Linked DNA regions of Bicyclus anynana: region 1 is linked to region 2. The links are chromatin contacts, called in public Hi-C maps. All regions are on one chromosome and are shown on one strand. Each heading gives the region's core, a stretch centred on a gene start, on an enhancer-like site or on the middle of the called end of the contact. The rest is flanking DNA. Distances are from core to core; before and after follow the strand shown. Region 1 holds the start of LOC112044954. Region 2 holds the start of LOC112044972 (3-phosphoinositide-dependent protein kinase 1).

The links. Hi-C and Micro-C count contacts between places; a contact is called where the count stands out from the background.
Region 1: a Hi-C map of whole body shows a contact between it and region 2, with 3 times the contacts expected there. The contact joins the promoter of LOC112044954 here to the promoter of LOC112044972 in region 2. A contact is called at or near these places in 2 of 2 Hi-C or Micro-C datasets (whole body and whole larva).

Annotation. Positions count from the first base shown.
Region 1 is chr15:2,954,122-2,959,377 of ilBicAnyn1.1, forward strand. LOC112044954 reads left to right here and starts at 1,420. Exons shown (of 3, transcript XM_024080972.2): 1 at 1,420-1,909; 2 at 3,272-3,511; 3 at 4,458-4,696. The coding sequence starts at 1,727. The coding sequence ends at 4,622. LOC112044955 (IQ domain-containing protein K-like) reads right to left here. Exons shown (of 5, transcript XM_024080973.2): 5 at 4,723-4,815. The coding sequence ends at 4,723.
Region 2 is chr15:2,815,802-2,820,715 of ilBicAnyn1.1, forward strand. LOC112044972 (3-phosphoinositide-dependent protein kinase 1) reads left to right here and starts at 1,359. Exons shown (of 6, transcript XM_024080995.2): 1 at 1,359-1,558.

The DNA of each region.
Region 1 (5,256 bases), core at 170-2,669, 140 kb after region 2:
ACACATCATAATTTGTAGCTAGCTAGCTAACTAAATAAATAAAAACTCATTGGGGCTGGGTCTAAGAAAAAGATCCTCCCTCTATGGGCTGGGTACTGGCATAATGTATTATACATGTATACATTTACATAATTACGCTTGCCATTAATATGGTTTGCCATGAAAAGTGTGACATCTTGAATCGTTCTCCGAAAATATGCATACCTAGAGCGTGAAACAAAAACTAAAGTAATTTCTTACTCAATGATTTTTATTAGATTCATTTCTCGTTAAAATAATGGTGAGGGCGAACCTGTGAGAGAGACTTGAAATCATTATTGAAGCCATTGTCATACTACTCTGTGCCATTGATAAAGAATATATCTATTTTCTAATAATCTAAAATAATGAATATATCTATATAATATGTAGATATCCTAAATATAATATAGCCGGCAAGCCTAGGGTTGCTATCCTCACCAATATGTCAAATCAAATGCTAGCCACAAAGTGCATCGTCGAGTGAATTAATATTATATTACCACACGTTCAAATAAAAATATTAATAATTTATTTGTCAAAATTTTATAATCTATTGACTCAAATCACCTGTAAGTAATTTATAACAAGTAAATAGAAGCTCACACTAAGTTCATCGTTTAAGTTATATTATCTGATTAAAAGTCTATTAAAAAATTATCCGTTGACTGACCCGTTGTTAGGTTTGGAAATTATGGCACTGATCGTAAGTCGTAACACCAAAATAAAATCACTTGACTTCGATGCAGTCTTTCTATGTTGTTTTTGTTTTTTTTTGAGATTCATCTATTTATTTTTCTGTCTACACATAACATTTTATCAGTATGTGGCTTTGCGCCATCTATGTTACTGTACAAAACTGCAAGTTTTCTGAGAACGATTCCAGATGTCGTAGTTTGTTTGAAATGTATTCTTATTCTTGCCAAGTCCACTTTTTTATTATCTGTATTTATCACAGAGTAAAACCAAAATATTTTTACCTTTGACTTGACGTCCGGTCCAACGGCCGTGGTCATAGATAATACACTAGATGCGCAACGTTAATTTTAGTTCCACAGGCTACAGATGGCACTTTTTAGAAAAAGTAGCTTAATATTAGATATGCCAAAAGATGGCGCTTTTTAAGAATTTTGGTTCGTTCAAGCTAAAAACCCCCAAGGAGAAGAAGAAAATCTACATAAATGAAAAAGTTAGCAAATAACAACATTATTTCCGCAAAAAACAAAAAAAAAACAAAAATGTTCCAGAGATCTAAAAAGCATACAGTCAGCCCTCTAGTGTAGTATTATGGCAACTTAAAAAAAAGTACAGCGCCACCGATGCCAGATGTCGCTGGTAGGTTTGCTAATTTTTAAATTTGATTTTGTATGACTGTTTCAACTTTCAACTTTCATTTCATTCCCATGGCCGTGTGGTTTTGGTCAAAGATTACACTTACAGACTTATTATACTCTTTGCTTACAGTCATAGTGTATTGTATTATTTTGGTTTTTACTCTATGTTCTAACCTAAACATAAATAAATATTTATTTTATAAGTATAGAATTTGAATTCTTAAATTCCTAGCTAAATTACAATATTGTTAATATTACTTGCGTTACCATATAACATAGCTAATTAGTTAGTAAAAATTCAACTGGCATTTATAACTTCACCTACATAAGTAATAACCTTAAATTTAGTAATACAACTTTTACGAGAAAGAAGGATGTCTTCGCCTGTGATTAAATACGTTGGAAGAACTACGAATTTCAAGGGTAAAACACTATGGGAAATAGTTGGAAGTCTCAAGAACTACGGAGTTGGAAGGTTGATCGTTCGATCCGTTTTCGAACGGTATCCTGAACCAAGTTACATGAAAATCGTGAAAGTAGAAACATGTCCTGATGAAGTAAGTGTTCTTTACTCATGGAATGATAAAAAAATTTTAATAGGTACGGAATGTTCCATTTGAAACTACATTTTCTGCGCACTACCGTAAAAGTCGTGATCTAATATTGTGTTTTACTATTCTAAATTGTTTTTGTAGTTTTAGCTGATAACAAGATGTACCTACCTTATATTAAAATAAAAGCAGTCAACGCCCCGTGGTTTCAGCCTTGTTGTTTCCATTCCCATGTGAATACAGAGATAAAATATTGCCTATGACACTAGGAAATAACGTAGCTTTCTATTGGTAAAAGAATTTTTGAAATTGGTTTAGTAGATCCAGAGAAAACTCCATACAACGTCACAAACTTTACCTGTTTATAATTAATGATTAAACGAACTTACCTGTACGTGAAGTTCTATCATAATTATGCGAAGGTTTGTCCGAATAGAAGTAGTATGGATGAAAATAATCACCTATACATAACAGAGAAACACTTTATAGCAGATGCTCATCAACTGTCTTATACCTGTGTTTTCCCATTTGGTGAGTTACACATGGATGCTGGGCCATCTAAATATAAAACAGGGTCATAGGACTCTCCGAGGCATGGTGGTGTTCAACGAATTACCAAGATTCCTACTTTATGTTCAAAATTCATGTATTTCAAGTAAGCTAAGTTTACAAGACTATTTGTAAAGACTACCACTGGCTCCCAAAGACAGGTTCTGCTGAGAATGTTGCTAAATTCTGCTGAAAGAATTTATCTTTTTCCAAACAAATTAAATGTATAGTACTTGCAGAGCTTACTGCGCCGTGGGTGTTAAACATTTCAAAAGACTACAGTATAAAAGTGAATAAATATTATGCTCCTAATTGGTTAGTTTTTATTTCATAGAAATAGTGGTGATACTGTGAGAGGTTAACCAGCAAAATCTTTCATATAACTTGCTTATAAACTTAAGCCTCACTAGTACTGTATCAAGTTCTATAATAGAATGGGTATCTAAAGCTGCTCTGGTAAGATCTTACCAAATTTGGCTAGACAGGGAGAACACCACACATACATTAAAATCAATTAACACACACCAAGGAAGGGTGTGTTAATTGATTTTAAAGGAATTCCTTAACCCTACACCCAGTTGGTCATAAGTCCTGAGCTCTACTGAGAGTTTTTCTTTCTGCCACAAAATGGACCTGGCATGGTAAATCATTAAACTGCTAAGATCATTAATTTTTTTTTAGATTTCAGATTCATCTCAATTGCTTAGTTTCTTACAGCTCAATCCTGGATTCAATTCTACAACCTCATGATCCTAGACCACCATTGGTTAACCATTTGACCTACAGTTGCTTATCCATGTATTTTTTTATATATTACAGGAAAGACGTAGAGTGCGTGTATGGGTTGAAAAGACCTTCAGAGGCAGAACCCTGCCAAAACTAACAGAAATCTACCGAACATCATACAAGCCTGACTATAAGCTTATACCCAAAGATGAGGAGTCAAAGTTGTTACATGTTGACCATAAAAAGACAGAGGTCATTCTACCAAACTGTATTGAGATGCCACCCTTAATGAAGAGGTTTATTGTTAAGGATCATGAAAAAAGAGGATTGGAGGTAAACATTTTATTTCAACACTAGCTGACGTGCTGCTGTCTTATATAGCCTGACACTCACAAATATCATGACTTTCTAGTGGTCAAAGAATTTTCAAAATTGGTTCAGTAGATCCAGAGATTACCTGCTACAACACTACAATCTTTACCTCTTTATAATATTAGTATAGATTTTAAGGGATAGATTTGTCATTTTAAAGTCTTAATAAGTAGTATGTATGCATAGGAAATACATTCTCTCAACTGTTATTTGTTTGGGATAAGAAATAAATAAAAGCAAATATTACCATTGACACAATACAAATAGATGTCCTAGTAAAATTGTAGTCATCGGATTTAATTTATCTAATTGTATGATGTATGTATGTATGATTAATGTATGTATATGGTTAAAAAAAAATGTTTGTCCTGAACATATTTTCATGCAGATTTTTAAGAAAGATTTAGGTATATAATTATTATCAATCAAATTATATCAATATATAATTATTATCAGGTTATTTAGTTCAAAATTGTTGAAAGAGTGAATAAGTCAAGCCACCTAGAAGCTCTTATGAAATATAAAGATATTGAGATCAAAATGACAAAAATGTGCTATGGTTTATAAATATTCTCTAAAGTTAGGTTATTATACTAATTCTAATGTATGCCCATTAGAATTAGTATAATAACCTAAATTTAAAGTAATAAGTTTATATAGCTATCTTACAGACGAAGATACAGGCATCTAGTAGTACAGTCTGACCATTTAGGTCAGACTGTACTACTCTTCCTGTCCCTTTCCTTTATCTTCGTTAGCTTAGTTAGCACTTTCTGTAATTATAATTTTTTGTATTGTATATTTTACAATCTCAGAAATGGGTGAACCTATTGCTGCATAGTCTGCATAGCACTTTATTTTTTGGTGATCTGGCAATATTATGAATGGAGAATTATTTTATTTTCAGGTTGTAAAAGACTTTGTGCTGCCATTATCATACAAACATAGCCCAAACAGGGTTCAAAGGGTTGCAATAGGTGACGAGAAGCCTACTATACAATTTACTATGGGACTTGGAAAACCAGCTAGTCCTTCTCTATATGAGGGAATTCCCTTGGAAAAATCTGTTTGAAGTGGTGTACCTACATGTTTAGTTTAGATATTTTTAGTCTATGTTACATTGATATAAATGCTTAGTTTTAAAAAGTCAATGGTTTAATTTCACTAAATAATTACTTTTTATTAAAAGCATGTTGTGAAGCTAACATCTTGGCTAGATATGGATTAGTGTCAATTTCAGGTACATTTTGCTCTATCTCCAATTTCTGAAAAGATAAATATTAATACTTAAATATTCTTTCTACATTCTGGAGACAAACTTCTGTCTAATTTTAACCAACTTCAATAAAAGGAGGAAGTTCTTAATTCGACGCGTATGTTTTTTTTTATTTGTTGTTGTTTGTTACCTCATAACTTCGTTATATTTAATCAATTTTAGAGAGTTTTTTTTTACCACGCGATGGACCCGGCACCCGCACGGTATTCGAAAGAGTATATTTCTAAATTGGTCCCATTTAATTTTCATGAAAATCGGTTTAGTAATTTAGTGTTAAAATGAAAATAACGAAATTGCCAGTACTATGCTATAAAACACTAAAAAAAAAAAATTCAACCACCTTCAAAGTGATCAGAAGGTAGCACATACGATATTATTTTTCGCTTTTTAGTTTATATTGTGGTTTTAAAGCCGGTTTTTTTTGTTGAAC
Region 2 (4,914 bases), core at 109-2,608:
ACAGCATCTAAAACTAAAGAAAACTGCAGCGGCTCATTGCTGAGCTCGAGTCTCCTCTCAGAATGAGTGGGGTTAGGCCAATAGTCCACCACGCTGGCCCAATGCGGATTGGCAGACTTCACACACGCAGAGAATTAAGAAAATTCTCTGGTAGATAGATTTTTTTCCTTCACCGTTTCAGACAAGTGATATTAAATTTCATAAAATGCACACAACTGAAAAGTTCGAGCCGCATGCCCTGGGCCGGAATCGAAGGCTGAGGTCATATCCACTGGGCTATCACGGCTCTGGAAGCTCTCAAGAAATATTTTTGCCATATTTTTCATTTGATCGTAGTCAAACCGTGCCACGCGTTAGTGTTGGTTTCATAGTTCCATAGTTATTTTGTTTTGATCTCCTACATGTGCGCCATGGAGTACCACTGGGTATGCTCGATGGATTTACAAGAATCTGAATTACAATGGTCCTGGGTATGATCCCCGGCTGGGTCTTCCTGATGGGAGGCTTCTTCTGTGGCTAGTTACCACCATTGCGGCAAAGACGTTCCACCCAGCAATTTAGCGTTCCGGTACGATGTCGTGCAGAAACCAAAAGGGGTGTGGATTTTCATCCTCCTCCTAACAAGCCCACTTCCACCTTAGATTGCATCATCACTTACCATCAGGTGACATTTTAGTCAATGGGTCACTTTTAAAGAACAAAAAAATAGAGAAAAATCTGTGTCACCTCTAATTTCTACAACGGCTGAACCGATTTTGACAGAATTATCACTGCCAGATAGCTGATGTTAAAGGGAGTTGGTACCAGACGTCGGTAACGATACGTTTTACTATTATGCATAGTCTGCGTAACTAGTGTAAATAAAAACGCAATTTGTATCTGATTATCTCTTTCTTGGACTCTTGGTTACATACAGTCAACAACGTGAAAAAAGGATTTCATGTTTACTTTCATTTTTCATACGTTTCAAAGAGCTAACGTAAGAAGTCTATCGGATATCAGGCACTGAATTAGAAATTAATAAACACCAAAAAAAGCCAACATGGAGCTAACTTATGTACAATACGTACATTTACATGACATAATATTATTATGAAATGGATTAATGAATATTGTCGTAAAAGTTAAGTATTCCTATTTCCTGCTTTTTGTAGGTACCATATATAAATTCAGAAGACATCCCAATCCCAAATATGACCTCATGAAAATGCCCTCTATACGTATTTTTACGTTAAATAAGTCTGACTAGTTCGTGAAGTTAATAACTGTCAAGAGATGGCGCTACCTGTTTTCAAAGTGAAAAACTTTGACGTGTGCGGGCAATGTCTGCTTCTGTTACCTACCTACTGTCTCATGTCTGTCAGATGTTAATCCATGTTTTTTTTGAGAAAATTGCAAACAATAAAAGATATATCCGTGTGTGACTGTTTTTAGACTCGTTTTTTTAGTGTATTCTCTAATAAGAGGTGTGATTAATAGTCAATTATCGTATTACATTTCGCGATGAAATTGCCAAAAGTCAATAAACGAAGTATTTTGCCGTGTTGAAGCTGTAATGGTATGAAATTCAGATATCTTTCAGTGGCATAGACGCTTTATAAAAATGTTCACATAATATAAGTAGTTTTAGATTAGAAAGCTTTAATTCGCACCTACAACCTAACCAACTTTCACAATACATATTAGTCTAGACGGCCTTGAATCTAATCTTGTCAAGTCAATGTCGTTTGTTTATCAAAATAGATATTGTTTTAATTGGTCGTATTCTATATTAAATGTAGGTATTTTTTATATTATATAATTATTTATGCATTTAATTTTGGGATTATTGATTCACATACAATCAGGGTTTACGGCTAACGACTGACCAATGAGCCAATGACCATTGGCAGCATGGCTGAGACGTTTATTGAAATATTGTAAGTAATCATTATTCCCGACGCCCCCGTGCCGTGAAATCTACGTCCGGGTGACGTATAAAATGGGGGGCCTCGTTTGCGATAGCCAAGCCGCTATGTGGAAATAGATGACGTGCTATCGGGCGAATATACTGTGGCATATTGCCTCACGAAAACGTGTAGCGACATTTTGGGCGAACCATACATAAGCAAGCATTTTTCTGTTTGTTGTTTATATTACTTAATTCCTATAATAACTGATAAAATAATAGTCAGTTGCTGAAATTAGGGCCCTTTCACACTAGCGTTTGTCCTGCGTAGGTCCTATTCAATGAACGTTTGCCGCGGCAGCGCAAAAAAAACGTCGCGTTATCGAGGCGTTTCCTCTGCAGTTAGTTAAACGCGGCGCTAACGATGCAACATAACAAAATAGATTCCGACGAGGAAACTATTGATGGATTTGCTTAAAAAAACGAAAAAATAATAAAAGTGTGCATGTCGGGCCACACGTAGTGGAGGGTTCCGTAGATTAAGTCAGCACTTTAATCCCTTATGTAATGCACAAAAATAAAAATAACGAAACGATACTCAAATCAAGGCATAGACGATCAAAAATTTATCCTCACTTTGCATGTAGGGAAGGAACTCCAAATTTTTTATTTTATTTTCTTTTTACCACTTTGTAGACGTACCTACCTAATTAATATACATACCCATACCAAATATCAGCTTTCTAGTTTTATTTTAGTATTATTTTTTCATTACTACGAATTTAGTATGCAATTTTCGATTTTAAGTTGGTCGCCTAAAAAATAAAATATTTTTTGTTAAAAAAATTCAACCGACTTCAAAATCACAAAGACAAACTAAAAAGCGAAAAATAATCACTTTGAAGGCGATGCCAAGCCTGTGGCGTATTAGTTAATTATGTATAATACTAGGTTTCATCTGGGGAAAAATTCCTACTGGGTGAATTTTTGGGGGTCCACATCGATATCATGCCGGCTAATAATGTTACAAAGGTCAAAAGGTCACGAATATCAGACCTATTGCTCGGAGGTCAATAGAAGTCCTTATAAAAATTGTTTCTCATAAAATTGTCTACAAAAAATGTCTTTTGCAGTTTTTTCTGTAATATTTACGGTTTCCAGATTGACGTCTGTAACTTTTTTAGCCAGCTCGATATCGATGTCGATTTTTCACATCTTATTTATTTTGCAAACATCCAGTCAATCTTTTTGGTTATTACATATTAATTAGTTAATATTGACCTTATTTACCCGAATGTTTCATAAAAATCAAAATATTCAAACCTAGTCATCATCCCCATTCAAACGTGCGTAAAGATGTTACTTCAAAAAGGATAATATGATGGGAGAATAGGTTGGGTGCGATTATGGAGTAAAGTGAAAGATCATTTTGTCCTTGCACTAGCAAATGCCCCGCGGTTTCACCTGCTTAGTTAGTGTGCCTGTGGAATAAAATATATACTCGGTGAAGATATAGCTTTCGGTAAAAAACATATGTCACTTTACGTCTTTAAATATTCGTATAAATTTGAAAAAATGTTTAAAATATTTTTTCTTACTTTCGAATAGGTAATATTTTATGAATGAGAATCGAGATGGCATATCACATAATTATTTGATTGCACACGATTACATGACACCAAACGCCGTCGACACCGCCATGCGACGCGTGTACGTTTATCAAACGCCTACGCTGGAAAAACGCTAGTGTGTAGGGACTCTTAATAAAAAACAAACACTTTATAGTGTGTAAAAATGAGGTATGGGGTAATTTGGACAGTTAACTCAACACCTAAGCTAACACCTAATAAATAAAACTTAAGCATGTTTAAAATATAAACGTCACGTGAAAGTAGTTTGCACGTACGTGCAAAAAAATGTAAAAGGAGTTTTTATTTTTTTTCACGTCATAACTCATATACTGCTATGGACCTTTTATTTCAATAATGTGTAATACTGTAGCCTCGTCTGAAATGCTGAAATGCTCGTCGTGCTGAAATGTTTATAAAATAATTGGTCCTGTAGATTTGGAGAAAACAGACGGACAGTTCTCTTTTCGTACTACGTACGTTTGGAATCCTAAAAATATTTATTTCTTTGAATTTAATCAAGATATTTAATATTTTAATTTTAAATCTACATGTATAGAAGTACGTATATTGTTATTATTTCATTGGCTCTTACGTAAACATATTATCTGAGGTTTTTAATATTTGCAACGAGTGATGGCTGAACACGTAAATGATAATGAAACTCATTCATAGAATAATATTATATTTATGTAATGTACATATACATTACCTAGTACTAGAGTAATTATCTGTAGTAATTATGAGGAATTCATGCGACAACGTCGCCCAGATCCAACAAAAAATTCTAAGCACGATTCTCCCCGAAACCGGTGTATCGTCAGATGTCGATACTACAAAGTTCCTACGCCGCCATTGGTCGATATTTTGTCTATTTCTCTACACTTAGCCGCATGCTAAGTCCAGAGGTGAATGTTGGGCGCACCTTTGTACAAACAGGCTGTCATTTTAAATTGAAATAAACAACTATGATATATTATATTAAATACTTCAAGGACCAACCTCATTATTTAAATTAATCTAATGCCTGTCTAGTGAGTAAAACGTCTTTTGCTCGCTGATTAACAGTGGTATTCATAGACGTTGTAGGGGCACCCCCAGGGGATCATTCAGCCGCCGAGTGTCGAATTTAACCTCTATTTGTTTGAAATTTTGACACTCAGCGGGTGAATAATCCCTTGGGGATGCCCCTACGACTTCTATGAATAAGTATGTCGAGCAAAAGTAACTTTTCCGAGCAAAGGACATGAAAATAATATTATAATATCACACATACACGTGAATAATATTTATGTTTTATTAATTATTTTTTTACGACATGAGGAACATAAGTATTACTTAATTTCATGAAAATAACGTAACACTAGTGACCTTACTTAGTAGTACCGATCTTGGACA